3 separate regions of the Danio rerio genome follow, and regions 2 and 3 are each linked to region 1. The links are chromatin contacts, called in public Hi-C and Micro-C maps. All regions are on one chromosome and are shown on one strand. The core of a region is the stretch at or near the end of the contact, and the rest is flanking DNA. Distances in the headings are between cores, read along the strand shown. Region 1 holds the start of tfap2a (transcription factor AP-2 alpha). Region 2 holds the start of slc35b3 (solute carrier family 35 member B3). Region 3 holds the start of eef1e1 (eukaryotic translation elongation factor 1 epsilon 1).

Evidence for each region. Hi-C and Micro-C count contacts between places; a contact is called where the count stands out from the background.
Region 2: a Micro-C map of caudal fin shows a contact between it and region 1, with 10 times the contacts expected there. The contact joins the promoter of slc35b3 here to the promoter of tfap2a in region 1. A contact is called at or near these places in 3 of 18 Hi-C or Micro-C datasets (caudal fin, hematopoietic stem cells and an unstated tissue) and 1 of 4 datasets of contacts at active chromatin or transcription factors (embryo).
Region 3: a Hi-C map of hematopoietic stem cells shows a contact between it and region 1, with 4 times the contacts expected there. The contact joins the promoter of eef1e1 here to the promoter of tfap2a in region 1. A contact is called at or near these places in 6 of 18 Hi-C or Micro-C datasets (caudal fin, embryo, fibroblasts and 1 more) and 2 of 4 datasets of contacts at active chromatin or transcription factors (caudal fin and embryo).

What each region holds. Positions count from the first base shown.
Region 1 is chr24:9,078,519-9,082,288 of GRCz12tu, forward strand. tfap2a (transcription factor AP-2 alpha) reads right to left here and starts at 2,164. Exons shown (of 7, transcript NM_001319158.1): 1 at 2,075-2,164. The coding sequence starts at 2,137. It also overlaps a transcript of tmem14ca not described here.
Region 2 is chr24:8,422,822-8,426,198 of GRCz12tu, forward strand. It overlaps slc35b3 (solute carrier family 35 member B3), which reads right to left and starts at 1,846. Exons shown (of 10, transcript NM_001039995.1): 1 at 1,769-1,846.
Region 3 is chr24:8,271,929-8,275,547 of GRCz12tu, forward strand. eef1e1 (eukaryotic translation elongation factor 1 epsilon 1) reads right to left here and starts at 1,274. Exons shown (of 4, transcript NM_001386550.1): 1 at 1,162-1,274. The coding sequence starts at 1,245.

The sequences.
Region 1 (3,770 bases), core at 914-3,413:
ACTTTAAATGTAATTTGACTACTACTGAAATGCACGCGTGATTGATGATAATGTGTTTTTGACAGTGAACAAACTTATCAAATTTACGTTTGTAAATGTAAATTTATAATGTACATTTACAAACGTAAATTTGGTAAGTTTGTCAAAAATTATTATTATTATTATTATTATTATTATTATACAGAATTTTAGGCAATTTATGTTCAACGTGTATTTATTATTATCCTTATCCTAATTTTTGTTGTTATTATTATTATCATCATCATCATTATTATATTATTATTATTATTATTATTATAATTATTATTATTTTTATTATTATTATTATTATTATTATGCTGGAAACAATTAAGCTATGTGCTATGGATCATGCCGTTTTAATCACTTATCACAAAATTGCATTTATCACTTCTTACTCTAAATTAAATAGCAGCAAAACAGCAACTCAGTAAAATAAAACAAACTGAACAAGAAAAGTTAAACCGTTCCAAAATTAAATAAATATCATGCAACATTTTGTATCAAAAGCCTGGTTAAGCCGCTTACCTCGAAGTCTTCATATTTAATATTATCAGTTAATTTCCAAAGCATTTTCATTGGTTGTGGATAGAGTGCAGTGCGCCTTCGCTTGAGTTTGACACAGTGCATACAAGGCTCGAGCTGCGCGCTCAGATCTCCCTCTAATGGTGGAAGAGAGAGACTCGATCGCTACTGTAATAACCCTCATTAGCATATCAAGAGAGCAAAGCCAATGAATATACACAGGTAGAAACTGCAACGAGAATTCCAGCAAGAATACCTTCACTGCGTTTCATTTGTATTTCAAAAGGGAACGGTAAATTACAGGGGCTAATATAAGTGGTGAATGAGAGCTTCTCCTGTTTATTTGAATTAATCATCCAGTTGGGATAATTCATGCACTTGAACCATGAACAAATAATCTTTCAAACAGTATTCATAAATTTCGAATTTAGGCTACACCTCACGAGCAGTTTGTAAAATAGGCTGTTTATTAAACAACACGCTTTTGTTGCATTTTCTTGATTCGGTTGGCCAAAATAAAATTGCGCCCAGTCTGGCAACTGTAAAATGTTGTTTTAGTCCTACAGTGAACGTTTGCCTGTAAAATACTCGCAATAATGTTATGCTAAAAGTCGATTCTTCAGTAAGCATACATCTATTTACAACGTGTAACGGCGCAATTTGATAAATGTAAATAATTAACACAACAACATGGCTTGTTAAATGTGAATGAGGTCAGAAGACAGGTCGCCGAGTCTAAGGCGTTGTCTTTCCATTACCTCCATTACCATTTTTGGTGGGGTGAGTCCAGTTGTCATTAATGAGAGGCCGAAAGAAACTAAGACACAATGATGATTAGGAGAGGCAGAGAAACGCGCAGTAGATATGAATGGGGTGTGCTGCTTTGTTGTTCGCTGCTTATTGATTGGGGGTCCGCATCGCTGAAACCAGTCGCACAAAAGAAAATTAAGAACTAGTCTGCATTCCTAAAACTTTGTCGCAATTTTCATAATGAGAAAATTGTATACTCGTGTGACAAAAATCTAAAATCCCTTGTGTTATTTTTTACTCTGGACCACAATACTTAAGGACAGTGCACAGGGACGCAGTGCACAGTAAAACAGTGTGATAACAAACGTAGAGAGAAAATAGTAATATAGTTTTTCCCATTTATCCTGCCATAGAAAAATGTATACGAAGGCCTGCAAAGACCGAACAATAAAAAAACAGCAAATAGACTAAAATAAAATAATTAAAGCAGAAAGTAAAATAGCCTAAATAAGTAGGCATATTCATGTTCTAACAGCAAAGTTGCCCTTTTCTGACTACATAAAGAGTGTTTTTTTAAAGAGAAATCTGATCATTTTCCTCACCCCTTTCTTCACTCAGTCTCTAACGGAGATCTAGGGTGATACAGTTTTAGCTCGTAGCTTTTTATTTAAAGGCTTTTAATCATTAACTGTTATATATATAAAACGTTCATCAGAAAAGGTTTAATACTCATTAAAAGTAAAAGCAGCATCACCCTCATATCTTAAGGAAGAGAACGTACCTGCCAGTCTCCCATTTTGCCCATTAGTGACATTCTTGTCTCTTCTTTCTGAATGTGGTACATGACACAATATCATTGGGTCTTGTGTCCTTAAGCAAAATTCCACTTTACCTGAACAAAATCTACTCACCTGGCAATAAAAACAGAGAACCACCTCACGGCGCATGCGCTCTACTATGGGCACGTGTACGACAACGACACCTGAAAAAGGTAAAAGTTGAGATTCCTGCTTCAAGAGCAGGAGCAGTGTGACATTTCCCACTTTTTGTTTTAATTTTGACAATGTTAAAATATTTGCATATTATATAATTTTGCGTCATGAGACAGTTATCCCTAAACAAATGTTTGTTTAATCATTTTCACTTGATTAACATTCACTTTTATTAAGTCATACTGGTATTTCTTCCTGTCATTTTGATCATCGAAAGAGTTATTGAGTGAAATCTAAATAAACACTCTAACCACCGTGTCGGTCTGGGAATATATCAACTTTTTATCAACGGCTTAAAAAATTAGATATTCTGGTGTGCTGCAAGCGTGCAATATGGGTACCCCTGTCGCTTTGTTACATCATTTAACTGTATAAATTATTAACACATGTTAATGTAAGTAGAGTTGTAGAATTACAAATTAACCTAAGTGGAAGCGATAAATTAATTTCAGAAAGCGGCATTAAACTATATGCGCAAAAATGCATAGACAACATCAGTCTGATATCAAATTTGTATTCAGTGTTGTCATTCTAATGTTTTTAAAAATATATTTTTTTTATTACGGCACAACTTAAAGGTCTAGAAATGCTATAACAGGCTAGAATGTAGAATTTAAACGGACAATTGATTCTTATCGTTGTTGCTTGCTAATATATATATATATATATATATATATATATATATATATATATATATATATATATATATATATATATATATATATATATATATATATATATATATAATTAATATTATTATTATTATTATCGTTGTATATTGCTGATACATAGCCGAGCAAAACATCAGCTTGTGTCTGATTAAATGTCTCCGAAAAAGCACCATTATAATCCAGCTCCATTAAAAATTGGCAAAATCAACAAAATTATAAAGTTCTAGCTTACATCAGTATTAACTATTGCAAATGTAAGTACAATCAAAGCAGGTTTTCTTTGCATGACAGGCCAGCAGTGAAATATAAAATAGCCTACTCTTTTAGTCTGCACATTTTATGAAATAGTGTTAGTTCAGAGATCAAGAAAACGGGTTCTCTCTTAAGTCATCTAACGTTCTCTTGGGCCCTCTATTGGACAATGTTAGAAGTAGAATGTTTCTCTATCACATTTCCATTGACAAATCCCAAGGGATGCCTTTATTATCGCATTTTGCTTTCTTTACTGAGGCTGAACGACAGCCTGACATATTTCTAATGTGCTTAAATGTAAGCCTGTTTAGATTCTGATCATAGTTTAGACTAGCCTACTTTTTTAACGAGTAGGTACATGAATGAATAAATAAAAAAAATAAAATAAAAAAATAAAATAAATAGATAAATATATGCCTGACCCACAGAAACACATCATATTACTTAATGTGACAGTTTAACTAGTTTAGAATCGAGAGATCTGTCGTTCGTAACCATGTTGAACGACTGCAGAGACCCGCAACAAAAGACAAACGTTTCTCATTTAATCATCTGGCACCAT
Region 2 (3,377 bases), core at 596-3,095, 660 kb before region 1:
TCATTTAATATCAGGTAAGTTCATGCAATGCTGGATCATACACTTTACTTGTTTTTTATTGCAGCAATGATTTCAGCAAAAACAGTTAAATATAGTTCATTAAAATGCGGACACTGACTGCTTAGAATAAACTGTAAAGATCTAAGTTCACATACCCTGCCCTACAGGTGCAGTTCGCTGTCAGAATGCAGTCGTTTTGCTTGTTGATGATTACCCAGGCCTTGTACAGTTCCGTCTCCTTTCCGTGTCTTTGGCTAGACAGAACCTCGGTTTTTAGCACATAGTTTTGAATCTGGTAATCATGGAACATTATTTCTTGCACATGACCATGCAGAACAAAATTGTTGGCATCCAAAGACTTTAAATTTCTCTCGTTAAAACACTTGGAGTTTCAATGAGATAGTTGTATATTTGTGGCTGGACGCTTGGCCATTTCGTCTTATCCAATATCCATTGGGAAGGTGCTATCGCAAATGGACCTGTCAGATGAACGCCACTCACTTTAACGTTAATTTTGCCAAATAACTGTGCTTATCACTGGGTGACAAGCTGTTATAATAAGCTGAAAGCATTATGTAAATAATATGTAATCAATATAAACTAATCTCTAAGACAGCAACAAACTCTGTACTGCATCGGATTTCATTCCCTCGCTGTAAATGCTAGCGCTCTCGTTTTTTTTCTGCAACCTCGCTGCATGCGCATACTAAATGTTTCATCGGTAATTCGTCTATACAAATGTTGCACACACAACAATAGGCCTATATAAACACGAGCATACTGACAACACAAAAATATGCAACAGCTGAACAACCATATAATTTTTATAGTTATTTATTTATTTGTTTAATTAACCTTTATGAGACAGGTGGGCACAATGTTTTCAGCACAAGTCTATTCTTGGTTTAATTTTGGAGACCGCCACTCAGAGATCATTTTTAATGTTCAGTTGTGGTCTGTATTCATTTTTAATGTATTTGATTGCCATAAAGGTGTCAGAAAGTTTAACCTGGTGCTTTAAAATCAATCTGCTACATCTGACACTATTGCTGTGTTGTAAATAACATAATAGTTGAATAAAATTTATTTGACTTTTGAAAATCACCAAGTGACCCTCTGTCATTGTCCCAGGGGGTCCCAACCCCCATTTTAGAAACCACTGATCTACTCAACAGTCAAAGAAGAATCATGATAGTGTAAACTTAGAGGAAGACCATGGGATTAGGGTATGATTGTGACAAGAAGACATAGGCCTACATCAAAATTGCCTCACTAATGTGGGTTTTTTTTCAGTTGAATATTTAATTCCTTCATAACTTTTGGTTAATATTACTTACAACACCTGCACTAAAAGTAGCCTATGAGGTAAAAGCTGTCACAAATTACCAGTAAAGTGTGGGCTGGATAGACAAACAGATGAATTAATAAATGAATGAACATTTGCTAGCTGCTAAAGCTAACATTTAACAACAAACAGCATGTCACAAGGGATTCTTTGTCAAGATTAAACTTTATGTCCCTTAAAATCTCTCTACACACTCATAAGTAGGCTTTGCAGCCTTCCTTTTCATCACATGAATTATGTATTACTTTAACGCATAGGCCTATAATATAAGCATGCAAATGAAGATGCAAGACAAGAAAATTCCCACAAACAGAAAGCCATCATTAGATAATGTCTCCTGCTTTTCTGAAGGATTATGTTTGAGGGCACTAACAGACTAACAGATTACTTGTGTAGATAAAGAAACAAATAACAATTTCATACCTGTTTTATTTCTTGTGTTGGTTTCATTTTGAATATATATTGAGCTACACAACATGTCTTCTGCTAAAGTTTCCTGCAGGTAGGCTGAATTGTGTAACCTGTTTGTCCAGAATGACAAGAGATCAGCACGTTTGGCACATTTACATCCTAGTTTTGCATGTATGTGAACGAATGGCATGCAAAAATAAAACAAAGCCATTTTGATCAGACCTTTAGATATCAACAAAAAGCTCAAGCAGCACACTATTGACCTTATTCTAAAATGCGGAAGTGCGCCTGTTTTCGCGATTGTCTTAGAACTTCCGATTCAGTCGCCTATGGGAGAAATGACAAGGAATAATGGCACAAAATGGCCAAACTACTTGCTCAACAAACAAATGTTTGCATGACTACACAGACCAAGTAGCATAATATAATAAGAAAATATTAAATTGCAACATCAAGCAGCGTAACGAGCAGTTGTTAACGTTAAAAAATGAATGGAAGTGAATGTGACCGGAAGTCGCGAGACAAAAAGATTCAAATGGCAGCGCCCACTCGTCAGCTGAGAATAAGGTGAATACACTCACTCCTATACACAACACATGTGGCCGAGCTGTAGCCACGGAAGGTCCATCTCTGGCAAGGGGTTATGATCCTATCTACCCCCTCCCCCTACTCGCCCAGCCTCCGTTCCACCCATTCATTTCCTCTGCTTCCCCTATAGATGACAGAGGCCTTTCCATCCACAGCGAGAGGTTAATTCACTCACGGACGGCATTATTTCTTTCCAGCCCCTTCCACAATATAAAAATTCAGAGTGGACAGGCCCATCTCTCATCCGTCTGAGATTTGATTGGAATGCTATTGCCTCCTGTCCCGAGGAGCCCCTGCACTGGCTTGGCTGCACTTTATGACACTAAATAGCCAGGCTACAATTTTTCCATCTATTCAAAAAATTCTCTTAATAACTCATTCTTCCGGACGAGAGCCCTAACTCTCCACTCACCGCCGAGGACGGGCTCGTCCCATTTACGTCCACAGGTCACCGCAATGGAGACCTGGAAATGTCCAGAATTCAACGGGTTAATTAATCTCCGAATTTACTGCCCTCTCTCTGCCACCCACTCGCCGAATCATAGTCCCATGGAGAGGCCTGTGCAATATTTACTGCCCGCTAATAGTATTCAGCAATGCACAGAACCGTCCACATGCACGCGGCTCTTTTGCCACCCATCTAACTTTACAAGTGATCTCATTTATCAACAATGACGGATTTGTGTAATGACTTTTACTTTTTGCAGCCTTTCACACCAGATCCTTCTAAATAATAAAATGGCTATTTATTGATTATTCAGAAAGGTACATATTCCCATAATGGTCTCAGACCAGATCAAATAACCAGTAATAAATAAAACATTGCATGCGGAAGGAAATGCAGTGGCTTTTCAAAGAGCCAAATCTGGATCCAATGAGGCCTGTAGCTCAGCAAATCAGTAGGATCTTCTGGGAAAGCTGAACGCTTGAGTGATTCTGTGCATGGATCTGATTAGAATTCAGATGACCTAACGACTGTTGGGATCATGGATGAGTCTGCAACAAATGTGAGGAGTAGGACATGTATTATTAA
Region 3 (3,619 bases), core at 24-2,523, 810 kb before region 1:
TTTGTAATTAATAATGGTAAGATGTAAAGTCAGTCACTGCAAATACTGCTCTTTATTTTTGTAGTAACATGTAATTTATCTCTTTAAAACTGTTTCTAAGTATTTTACAGTGTTCTAAAAATACTCAAAAATGTTTCTGATAATGTTTTCAAACTATTATATTTTACTTACCAAAATTACACAAGTGCCAATTTCCCATCTGTCATACCCACAATGGAGCTTTTTCCTCATTAATGCAAAAAATAAAAAATAAAAATAAATATTAATAATAATAATAATAAAATAAATAGTTTTAGTTCTTTAGAGAGAACTCTTATCCTTTTGATTAGCATTGTTTTTGGGGGGGTTGTGCAGTTTAATTCAGACTTTCTACAAAGTATGTTGCATACTTTTTTCATCACATCCATAACGTATGTTTAAATCCCTTATTTAAAATATAAAATAGGTTTACAGATTGATATTTTTCTGCTCAAATAACTCTGTGGTTAGTTGTTTTGGAATATATAAACAGATGCTTCAATATAATGTTAACATATACTATCACGGTGAATTTATGTTTTGAAATTGTAGATGTCACATCCATATTGCTGGAAACACTCATCCATCCATCCATCCATCCATCCATCTATCTATCTATCTATAGGTAGTTTCAATGCACATGGTGGGTATAAAGCTGCTCTAAATGTTGCTTAGCATAAGGGCCATGATGTCTTTTTGCAGGCAAGTGTTTTTATGTAAACTTGAAAATTATCCAAGATGTTTTACCTTGTAAATGCACTATAATAGGCTGTCTTAAACCGTTTAAATGTTATTTTTACAGTAAATGTGTTTCTTTGATGATCCAGATGTCAAAGTGAACAAAGATCTTTCAGTGGGTTTGCTACTACACATGTGAATACTTATTAAATACTTGGATACTTATCATTCTAACACGGTTAAAAATAATAGATGAAATGCTGATGAATGTATGTAAATAATACATATTAAATACATAATAAAGAAGATCTGAAATCTTCCCAGTGAAATAAAATTTCAGGTTTCCACCACCAGCCATTCATTCATACAATGACTAACATATGACACTTTACAACCCTAACGCATCTTTTTAAAAATACTATCAGCTCAAAACCCCAACTATATCTCTTTCAGCGTTCGATTCACCTTTTTCCCTCCTTGCGTGCTGTATTTATTTGCCTTTTTTAATCCTAGAAATCTCTCAAGCGAGTTCAGCTCCCGCAGCGCCATCTTGATCACACCGGAAACCAACGGACTACATTAAGCGGGCGCTGATTGGTGGAGATTCTCTAGTCCCGCCTCTGTCGCGTCATGTTGGACAGATTCAGCCTGTTTTCATATGGTAATGTAGTTTTTCTCTCTTTCTTTGGAACATTTGTTAGATCAGAATTCAAATTTGCAAAACAGTAAGTGCATCTCTGAAAATAACGGGTACAAATAGCAAAACACAATGGACTGCCCGCAAAAGCTCTTGTCTCTTGCTCAAAATCCTTAGTTAATCTCTCAGAATTTAATTTCCGTGTCAATGAACGTGTCAGTAGATTAGGCCTACAAAATGTCATGTACTTAGTCATGTTGTCAATAACTGTACTTCGAAGGGGTGTTCTGGCGTGAACTATGGCAATTTATAGTATATAGTTGACATGATCTGTCAACAAATTAAAGTCCAAACTGCAAGATATTTATATAAACGTAACAGTTTTAAGTACTCATTTCTAATAAGGATTTATTTTATCTTTGACATAATGACAGTGAACAACATTTCATACACACACACACACACACACACACACACACACACACTTGAAGTTAGATTTATTAGCCCCCCCTAAATTATTAGCCCCCTCGTTTATTTTTCCCCCAATTTCTGTTTAACGGGGAGAAGATTTTTTTTCTACACATTTCTAAACATTACAGTTTTAATAACTGTTCTCTAATAACTGATTTATTGTATCTTTGTCGTGATGAAAGTAAATGATATTTTACTAGATATTTACAAGACACTTCTATACAGCTTAAAGTGATATTTAAAGGCTTAACTAGGTTAATTAGGTTAACTAGGCAGGTTAGGGTAATTAGGCAAGTTATTGTATAACGATGATTTGATCAGTAGACTATCAATATATATATATATATATATATATATATATATATATATATATATATATATATATATATATATATATATATATATATATAGCTTAAAGGGCCTAATAATTTTGACCTTACAATGCTTTTTAACAAAATGTAAAACTGCTTTTACTCCAGCCGAAAAAAAAAAAATAAGACTATCTCCAGAAGAAAAAATATCATTTGTGAAACATTTAAAAAAGAGAAAAAAAAAAATCAAAAGAGGGCTAATAACCCTGATCTCAACTGTATATATATATATATATATATATATATATATATATATATATATATATATATATATATACAGGGTTCAACGCTAAGGATTTTTTCTACTGGCCCAATCGGACCAATGGTTCAGGTTTTTACTTGCCCTGCCAATATTTTCACTGGCCCCACCAAAAAAAAGTTTATAGCTATTTCTTAGCCACAAATAAATAAAAAGTGTCAAAATGTTTGTAAACATAGAATTTAAATATTTAAAATATATATATAAATGTGTAATGAGCAAAACTCAAAGTGTTTTGAAACAAAAGATGGCTAAAGACCAGCCAAACTGACAGCAAACTGTACAAAAGATCACTTAATTTTTTTTTTTTTTTGTCGTGGTGTACCCTGGTTTATGTCTGCTTCCAAGACGTTACAAACAAATGTTTTCCTTTAGCATCATCATTTGATGTTACCGCCATGTTGCTGTCTCTTCCCTGTACTAATAATGTGCTCACAACATCCAATAAGATAAGAAGAACCGAGAAGGTAGCGTTTGAAGGCTTGAAAATACGAACTGTTTCTCAATTCTAAAACTGTATTCGCACGCAATTGACAAATGTGACAAATAGTCACAGGCAAATTAAACTTTAGTAACAAGGCAGCAGTGGCCCGATCGGGCCAGTAACGATCCTGTATACTGTCCTGAGCATCTCATATGTTGACCCCGGGCCATCGGGCAGTCCTTATTGTTGAAACCCTGATAAATATACAGTATATTGCTGTTCATACTGTAATTTGTTGACAGATCATGTCATTGTGATACAAAAAGGAAAAGACAGTAAATATACTCAAAATTATTTGCCTTCTCCATTGATCCGTATTTTAACCTCAGCACTTAACAGTATTATTTAGGTTTTTATTTATTTATTTATTTATTTATTTTTACAAATATATATGTTCATACATCCAGATAACACAACGTCTTGTTCCATATTTCTTTCTCTGACTGTTCACACTTTTTTTCTGAATCATGATAAAAACACATCTAAAAATACTTTCTGTAAAAACTTAGACAGACTGACAGACAGAAATATTAGAATTCCAAGCACTAGACTAAGGGGTAATAAATGTTCATCCCTCTTAATTCGTGGGCAACCAACAGAAATTACACTCAAATTAATTATGTAAAAAAACTTTTTCTGTTTTTAGATATGTTTTTATTAAATGCTCTGAATTAGCTTCTAACCATAAATAGGTCTATTTG